Regions from separate parts of the Zea mays genome. Here regions 2 and 3 are each linked to region 1. Evidence: chromatin contacts called from public Hi-C data. All regions are on one chromosome and are shown on one strand. Each heading gives the region's core, a stretch centred on a gene start, on an enhancer-like site or on the middle of the called end of the contact. The rest is flanking DNA. Distances are from core to core; before and after follow the strand shown.

Region 1 (2,854 bases), core at 223-2,722:
AGAACACAAGTAATCTTGTAGCATGCATAACCTACAACAATTAATCAATTCAACAGTCATCAGTCATTCATATTCCACTGCCCAACTGTATGCAAGCAGTCGTTGTCTCTACCAGTTCCATTATACTTGAGCTGCATCATAAGTAAAATATAAAAGGCTGAATATGTTGCAGCAATAGAGGTAAAGTATATAGAAAAAGGAGAAGAAGAGAGAAAAATGAGCCCCCACTTTATTAGACAAAGAAGTGGAGGGTAAAAAAGGGAAGAGGAGTAAGAAGGGTAGAGTAAGAAGGGAACAAGAGAAAAATGAGGGACAACATGTTCGAAGTGTTTGGGCCAATGCCATTAAACTCACAATTATTATTGTTAGTCATAACCTACAAAATAAATGCATCATTACAATATGCTAAAAATCAAAGGAGCCAACAAATAATTGCAGGTTGACAAATAGCTTGTAATTGTAAGTTGATGCAGAAATGAGCTCATTTACAAATACCAAACAACACAATGAATGTTACAATAATGGTTGTACCAACAAGCAGCTAACCAAATATTACCTCAGCATTTTTGTCCATCTCCTCAACAACTGTGGTCCAGGCATCAAATTCTAAGCAATTCATAGTAGCAACACTCCATAATCTAGCCTCTTCTGCTGAAAGAACAGTTGCATAACGAAAGCAGCATGTTAAGAGCAAACAGGAGGTAGTATACTAAATTAGGCAAGCCTGAAGCCCAAATTTACCTTCCACGTAGGATGGCTCAGGAACCAGGTTGCCCATCTCGGTGATGGATGCGCTATTCCCTACATCCCCTGTAGATTGAAAATCAACCATATCGCCAGTTGTCCCATTCAAGTCCGCACTAAAATTCGGAAACAACATCGTGCTGAGGCTCAGGAAATCAGAAACGACCCCATCTTTAGCATCTGAATCAGACAACGGGCTCAGTCGTTGAGCAAAACGAATCTACCAAACAAAGAGGAGGTGCGTCACTTGTATTGTGACCACAGGTGTCTAAAGGGCGAGACCCTCACCTAGGATTGTGAAAGGGGCCATTGTTGCCGTTCAGCGGGGACAAGCCTGTACATCTTGTACCGGTGGTCCGAGCCGTCTGCCGCCACTCCACTGGCCACCGCAAGGGCGAGGAGGACGAGGAGTGCTGTCGAGGTATTGACGAGAGAAGCGGCCTGAGGGTCTGTGTTGTGAGAAGGGACGCGATCGGAGAGATCCGAGCGAGGCATGAGGGTGGCATTGTCGGAGCAGACGCTGTCGATGAAGGGTCGCTCGCGGCGGCTGCCGAGGGAGAGGGGGAGAAGGCGAGGCGGCGGAGCGCGCTGAGGGAGGTGGATGGGAGAGCCAGGTGTGAGGTGAGCCGATGAGAGAGACGGTATGCAGGATGTCAAGACCGCTCAGAACCAAAATTAAACGAGTTTTCGGATCCGATCGATCAGGCGTGGAAGGGGCGGAGGGCATGGGACCGTTCACACGCGTCGCGCCGCGGGGGCGTGCTGCCACGCGCCAGCACGGGTGCGGCCGAGTGCCCGCCAAGTGCGGCGAGACTCCCAAACAGGGTCATGTTTTAAGACTTTAGATGCGCCCAACGGCCCAAGCTTAGTAACATGCTGATACGAAGGCCCCAACAACCGAGCCAACGAGGTGCGGGCTCTATATGCATTTATAACGGTCGCTAAATATCATAACTCGTCATTTAGATCATTGCTAAGGACTATAAATAATCATGGCATTATCATCGTATTCCACGTACACTTTGCCATCGTCAGCTCTTTTTCTTTAGCAACGCAAAATATAATAAACACCTTACCCCAAACAAAAAAAATATATGGTCAAATATAACGAAAGGACCAACCAATGCTATAATTAATAACCCCCGGCGCCCCGATGGATCCAACCAAAGCTTGTACGAATAATAAATAAATTATTTATAAAAAAGACAACGCGCTGCCGGCCGCCGGTCCAGCATGTCCATATGCACTGTGGATTAGTTGTGCAGGATGGGCGGGCGGCAGTACGGCCCCCTGAGCCAGGCGTCGGTGATGTGCTTGTACGCGGCCTCCGTGAGGTGGATGCCGTCCCAGCTGAGGTGCGACGCCGGGCTAGAGCACGCGGCGGCGCCCGCCATGCCGCACCGCGCGCTGTTCTGGTAGTTGTACTTGCCGCCGCCTGATCCGCAGCACGTCTCGAACACCGAGCTGAACCCTGCGACACCCGTCAAGAGGAATAACAGTTATTAGTAGAGCCAACGGATATAGATCCGCTGTTCTGGTAGATGCGGATTTCTTTGGCTAGCAATAGCTAGCATGCATGGACTGCAGATATGTTTGGTTCACTACCTCAGTTGCCACATTTTGCCTAACTTTTCTGCCTAAGGTTAGTTATTCAATTCGAATAACTAACCTTAAACAAAGTGTGACATATTTAGCCACAAACCAAACAGGCCCGCATTGCCAAACGCCCCGCCACGGGCTACTGAGGAGGAGGGTATTAAAGATGCAGAGGGGAGATATGCTTCTTTCTCCATCCAAGGAGAGGCAGCAGAACGGCCGACTGGAGCGCATTGTTGGGGGCATGCGCATGTGCTGGTTGTTGGTGGAGAGATTAATAAAGGGGAGACGCTTGACACTGGCGCCGCGGGGCCTCGCATCCGACCGCGCGTGAGTGATCTGTGCGGCCCCTGACCCTGTTCAGTGCTCACCAGTCGTCGTCGTCGCGAGCTAGTGCGAGAAACGACGACGTCGACGACCATGCATGCAGCATATATGTCAGAGGCACAGACTGGGGCCACTCATTTTTCTATGAACCGCCGCACGACATGTTGACGTTTCCGCGTAAACGGGC
Region 2 (2,700 bases), core at 193-2,692, 200 kb after region 1:
TGCAGAAGAACGAAAAATAATAATAAACATTATCAATTTCATATTAAACTGAAAATTATTGTTCTTGATCTTTCTTTTGGGGTTAGACAGGACAAATAATAGAGTTGGAATGGAAACTAAAATGTCATCCTTATGAATATAGAAGTTCAAAAAGATCAGAGAATATCCCCCAACACGCACACACAAGTACGGACACATGAAAATCATGTATGCATCTAACAGCACAAAAAGATGGTTACTAAGAATCACCTGTGAGAATTTTGCTGAGTATAACTACAATGCCAGTTCAATCTTCAACAAATAAAGTTTCTCTAATGCAATGTATAATTGAAGCCATAACAAAATGCAATGTTTCTAAAAGTATTGTGCTAATGCTGTTTAACTTTCCAATGAATACTAGCCACTTTCCAAATCCCTTCATTACTTAGTCCAAACAAGCAAAATCAGAGATGTCACTAGAGTGACATGACAGTTGCACAATGCTGTCAAATACAGATATCCTTGGAAGTTGGAACTGAAAACCAAATACGTAGCTAGAATGATGCTGTGGAGATCACATCACAACCGTTGAGATTCTATAGCACACTTTATCCTAATTATAAGTTAAGTTCAACATAACTTTTCGAAACGGCCAATTTTACCACAGCTTCAAAATATCACCACTATTTCTTTTTTTTCCTCTTCAAACGTGGTAAGGGAATAAATCTACTTGCATGCTTCGCCGGCATGTTCTTCCATTAGCAATGTAATAATTGAAGTCTAAACTTCCACTTTATCAAACACCTTCATTTGCAATTGAAAAGGTCTGCGATTAGAATGGACGTTTATATCCTTTCATCTCTTCCCTTCAACAGATCATTCAGATACCCGCAGTCGCGCACACAGAAAATTCGTTACAGGCACGGTGCTTAAAATAAGTATCAAACACGCACGACAGAATATCACATTTTGATGCTTACCTACGACGGCCGTCAGAGGGGATCTCCTCAATTCTTATAACACACAAACCACAAAAAAACCGAATGAAATGACTAATGAGGGGGCGGGGACTGACGTCATCCCATGCGGCGACGAGGTGGTCGGGGGAGAGGCCCTTGGCGCGTTCGATGTCGAGGATGGATCCCAGCGGCTTCGGCTTCAGCGGGGTGAACCCGCTCGCGAACTGGGAGTAACCCCTCCGCGGCGGCCACCTGGTGAGGTCGACCGGCGCCGCGGTTCGCACCGGAGGCTGCAGCGACGGTCGGGTGGTCCAACCGCCATGGGATACTGCCAGGCCGCGGAGGGAGGAGGAGGTGGTGGAGAGGGAGGCGGAGGCGGCGGTGTAGGAGGAGCGCAGAAGTCGTAGCGAAATCCGCTGCATCGCCGGAGCACGGAGGTCGTAGCGGTGAAAAGGATTTTGGGCTGGGCCGGCCCTGTGACTTGAGAAAAGCAAGCGATGTAGGAGTACGTACTGGGATGTTTCGCACCCTCTGTTCCAGCTTTAACGTTCAACTTTAATGTGAAGTTATGTTGTACTAGATGAGTATCCGTGCGTTGAAACGCTAACATATAATAACATAATAATTTATATATAAAATGTGTCTTATATTGTTATAAAAATATTTCATAATCTATTTGTAATCTTAGCCATACATAAATTTTATTATTTTAATTTAGTTCTTTCACTACTCAATTGCAACCATCAGTATCATGCAGACTTTGATATATGTCACGATTTGCATGGTCTCATCATTGAAGAGCACGTGTCACACCTGCTAGTAGAAATTCACTCGTACATTGTCAGTCATCAGGTACGCACCACCATATACGCTTGCTTAAACAAAAAAGCAAGTGTATGTGTTTGCGAAGAGAATTAAAGGCAGGCCGGCACAAAAGATACCTTGACGATGGCGAGTGGTCATTGCTGTCGGTCCTCCTCTGTGTCACCTCTGGTGCCAAGATGACGTCATAGTCTTTGATATATTAGTCGTCGAACGCGCACGACATGGTGAGTATCGATGACTCTTGGCTGGGCTGCCAAACGAAGTGCACCCCGGGCTCATCAGCGAGGTAGTACACCTAGTCGTTGCACCACCGGATGTGCTACTCCTCAACATAAATCTTGTTCGAGGACACTCACACAACGTCAGCAACGACCGTCGTCCCAGCGCACAAGAATTCATGGCCGGTCAGTAGTGACTTACGTGGGAGGTTGAGCTTCAGGTGGATGATGAGCTGGACGGTGTGACGACGCCGTTGTCGGATGCGGTGCCCAGAACAACTCGAGAGTCGCCGGCGTTGGCGACGACCATGAGGTCCCCTTATTTGAAGATGGACAGCGCGGTGCAGCCGCTCTGGAACGCATCCAAGCGGCGGCTGTGCCGGAGGGATTTGCGGGGAGGGGGTAATGGGAATGACAGAACACGGAATGGCAGCCGGGAATGGGAATGAGATTTACGAGGAGGGGGAATAGGAATGGCAGAACACGGAATGACAGCCTACCCCTTACCGCCTTAATAAGTAGTAGAGATAATATAAATTTAAATAGTTTTAAAAAAATATTTATAACCTAAATAAAAAATAAAATGACTTATCTAAATGTATCCTAAAAGTTGCAACTTTATCTTCATAATTTTTTGAACCTCTTATTGATATCCTTCATCAACTTTATTAAATTTTATGAAACTAAAACAGTAATAAACAGGAACTAAGTTATTTATC
Region 3 (2,700 bases), core at 86-2,585, 240 kb before region 1:
GGACAATCTGATATTGACACAAATGACCTATTTGTGTAGTAAAATTTTCTCCAAGGTTTTATTTCACAAAAAAATATGGGTTCAATTGAAAACCTAATTTTTAAGCAATGTGATTATTTCTCCAATATAATTGTTGCATATAGAGTTCTGCTAACCGTTTATGTTGTTGTTGCATAAACGGAAGCTTTTGAAGTCCTACTTATGTTCTACAATGACAAAAGAAATAATGTACTGGCTGTAATAGCAATTTAGTCACGAATGCTACAGAAGATTGGCTACGAAAACATCATTGAAGATTTTATTTAAGAATACTAAGAGAATAATGTTTTTTTCAAATAAAGATCAGGTAACCAATACGATACTTAAGCTTCATTTTTGTATACATGCATACATAGTTTTGCTAATTTTGCACAGGTCCCAAAAAATCCTAGGACGCCCCTTGCATCAATCTAGAGGTAGATCTAGAAGAACATCCACATACCTGGGGAATATGTCGACGCTGCTTGACCAGCTTGGCATGGTGAGAGGAAGCTGTGATGGCTGCCGAGACGTTCTCAGACACAGGCGGCTTGTTCCTGAAGGCAAGGATGCGTGTCCGGTTGTTGAGCAACTTCTCGGCGAGCAGCCTCCGGTACGCCTCCTTGGATGGGGACGCTGCCACCGCGTTCTCCTTGTCCCTCCTGGGCTCCGTGAGCAGGTAGTGCGCCATGTCCATATCCATCGCCGACCTGTCCGGGATGAACCTATCGCCCTGCAGCACGGAAATAAGCCGGCTCGGTCAGGCGAATCGTCGAACACCCTACGCGCGCCCGCAAAACATTTCTGACTCTCAGGGAACAGGTGACTCACGTAGCACTTGGCCGACGGGTTGCGCGATCCTGTGCTCAGCGACGGCATGTAGGGCCGAGTGCCGGCCTCCTGAAGAGGGGGCCGCGCCGCTGCCGCCGTGTGGCTCTTCTCTGATGAGATGGAGTAGGTTCCTGCGTCCATGGTTAGAAGCAAAAGAACAAGAAACAAGGAGCAAGAAACAGCAATACTAACCGCAACCGCAGAAGATGCAATGGAACTAAACAGATTAAAGGTAAAATGAAAGTAAAATAAAGATGTAGCTAAATAACCAGATTAATTGAAAGCTGCAAGAAAAAAGAGGTGGGGAACTTGAGGGCTGCTGCGATGAGAAAAATCAGGCGCACGTCTCGCGGTCTCCCCAGGTGCTCGAGATCGGCGCGGGGAGGCAGAGAGGATGCCAGGAAGCAGAAAGGGAGGAGGATCTGCTCGCTTGCGCTGTGGGGCGTTTTAGGGTTTGGCCGCCCCACGAATTTTTATTTGTAGCAGGAGGGAAGCAGGGAGAGGGAAGCAGGGAGAGAAAGCCGTTGTGCTGCGTTGCGGCCTGCGGGTGGCCGCCTGAACGGCTCCGATGCGCCCATGACCAGTGATTACGTGCGATAGAAGATAAGAGCAACTCCAAGAAGGAATCCTAAACTGAGGCCTAATTCTGTTTTAAAGACGAATTTGATATGTTTAGGATCTGAATAAATTGTTGCTTTCCAACAAACAGACCCTAAACCCAGTGTTTAGCAACTAACTCTGATTTTCGCTGTTCCCGCTCACGCGTTACTCTGTTTCCCGCTCGCGTCACGCGCCTAGGTTTCTTCTTATTCCAGACGCCTGCACACACGATACATCCCACGGCGCCGTCAACCTCCCCAGCACAGGGCACCACAGATCTCCTCGCCTTGGACCACCTCCGCGCATCCATATTCTGGTCAGCGGCCCTCTATCTCCCTCCATCCTGTATTCCATTTGCATTGTTTCTGCAAAAGTCAGGTCCTGCAATCTCCTGTGCATTTGTTCCCCACGGAAGAGATAATAAAGTGCCAAAGATTCTTTGATTATGTTGCTTCTAATCAAACCATTGACGTTGTAGCCCATATGTTCTTGCCAGTATTGTTCCATGAGTTGTATCTTGTATGAATAATTTATTCAGAACCTGTTGTACAATTGCAAGTAGTATGTAGCATGTTGATCAACTTCATTTTGCAGTGTATATCGTCATATGTTGTGATATGTGACAGCTTATATTTAGTAAATGGGTAACTGAAATAATTTTATATTCTGCCATATGTCCACTGCAGAAAGATGTCTGCAACTACGATATCTATGATCCACCGCGAAGATGAACAATCATACAATGAACTTGACCACTTCATGCTTTTCTTGATGGGTGCATATCGAAAGAGGAAGCAAAAGCAGCGAAAAAGACATCGAGGTTCAGTTTTTGGACACAAGGTTTACAATCGAAGTAGAGATGAACACGGTATGAAATTGTACCGTGACTACTTTTGTGAGAACCCAACATATCCTGAGAAGATGTTTCGGCGCCGTTTTCGTATGAGTTCATCTCTTTTCAAACGGATAGCTAAAGCCGTTGAACAACATGATAACTATTTTGTTCAGAAAAGAAATGGTGCTGGTCTTCTTGGATTTTCCTGTGTACAGAAGGTCACTGCAGCTTATAGACAGTTAGCTTATGGTGTTCCAGCTGATTATGTTGATGAGTATTTGCGGATTGGTGAAAGCACTGCTATTGAGAGCCTACGGAAATTTATGAGAGCAATTTGCGAGGTGTTTGGCGAAGAATACCTTAGAGCTCCAAATGAAGATGATACAACTAGATTGCTTAAAATTGGTGAATGTCGT

The links. A called contact is a pair of places that touch in the nucleus more often than the background predicts.
Region 2: a contact with region 1 is called in a Hi-C map of ear, with 2.3 times the contacts expected there. The contact joins the promoter of LOC100217299 here to the promoter of LOC103626951 in region 1. A contact is called at or near these places in 2 of 25 Hi-C or Micro-C datasets (ear and tassel).
Region 3: a contact with region 1 is called in a Hi-C map of ear, with 2.0 times the contacts expected there. The contact joins the promoter of LOC100384140 here to the promoter of LOC103626951 in region 1. A contact is called at or near these places in 3 of 25 Hi-C or Micro-C datasets (ear and tassel).

Annotation. Positions count from the first base shown.
Region 1 is chr5:139,880,378-139,883,231 of Zm-B73-REFERENCE-NAM-5.0, reverse strand. LOC103626951 reads right to left here and starts at 1,472. Exons shown (of 7, transcript XR_002262353.1): 1 at 1,033-1,472; 2 at 742-924; 3 at 557-651; 4 at 1-31. LOC100273681 (alpha-L-fucosidase 2) reads right to left here. Exons shown (of 5, transcript NM_001148093.1): 5 at 1,733-2,215. The coding sequence ends at 1,998.
Region 2 is chr5:139,681,846-139,684,545 of Zm-B73-REFERENCE-NAM-5.0, reverse strand. LOC100217299 reads right to left here and starts at 1,442. Exons shown (of 4, transcript NM_001157003.2): 1 at 1,055-1,442. The coding sequence starts at 1,360.
Region 3 is chr5:140,123,468-140,126,167 of Zm-B73-REFERENCE-NAM-5.0, reverse strand. It overlaps LOC100384140 (cell division cycle202), which reads right to left and starts at 1,335. Exons shown (of 7, transcript NM_001176720.2): 1 at 850-1,335; 2 at 482-751. The coding sequence starts at 990. It also overlaps the pseudogene LOC109939783.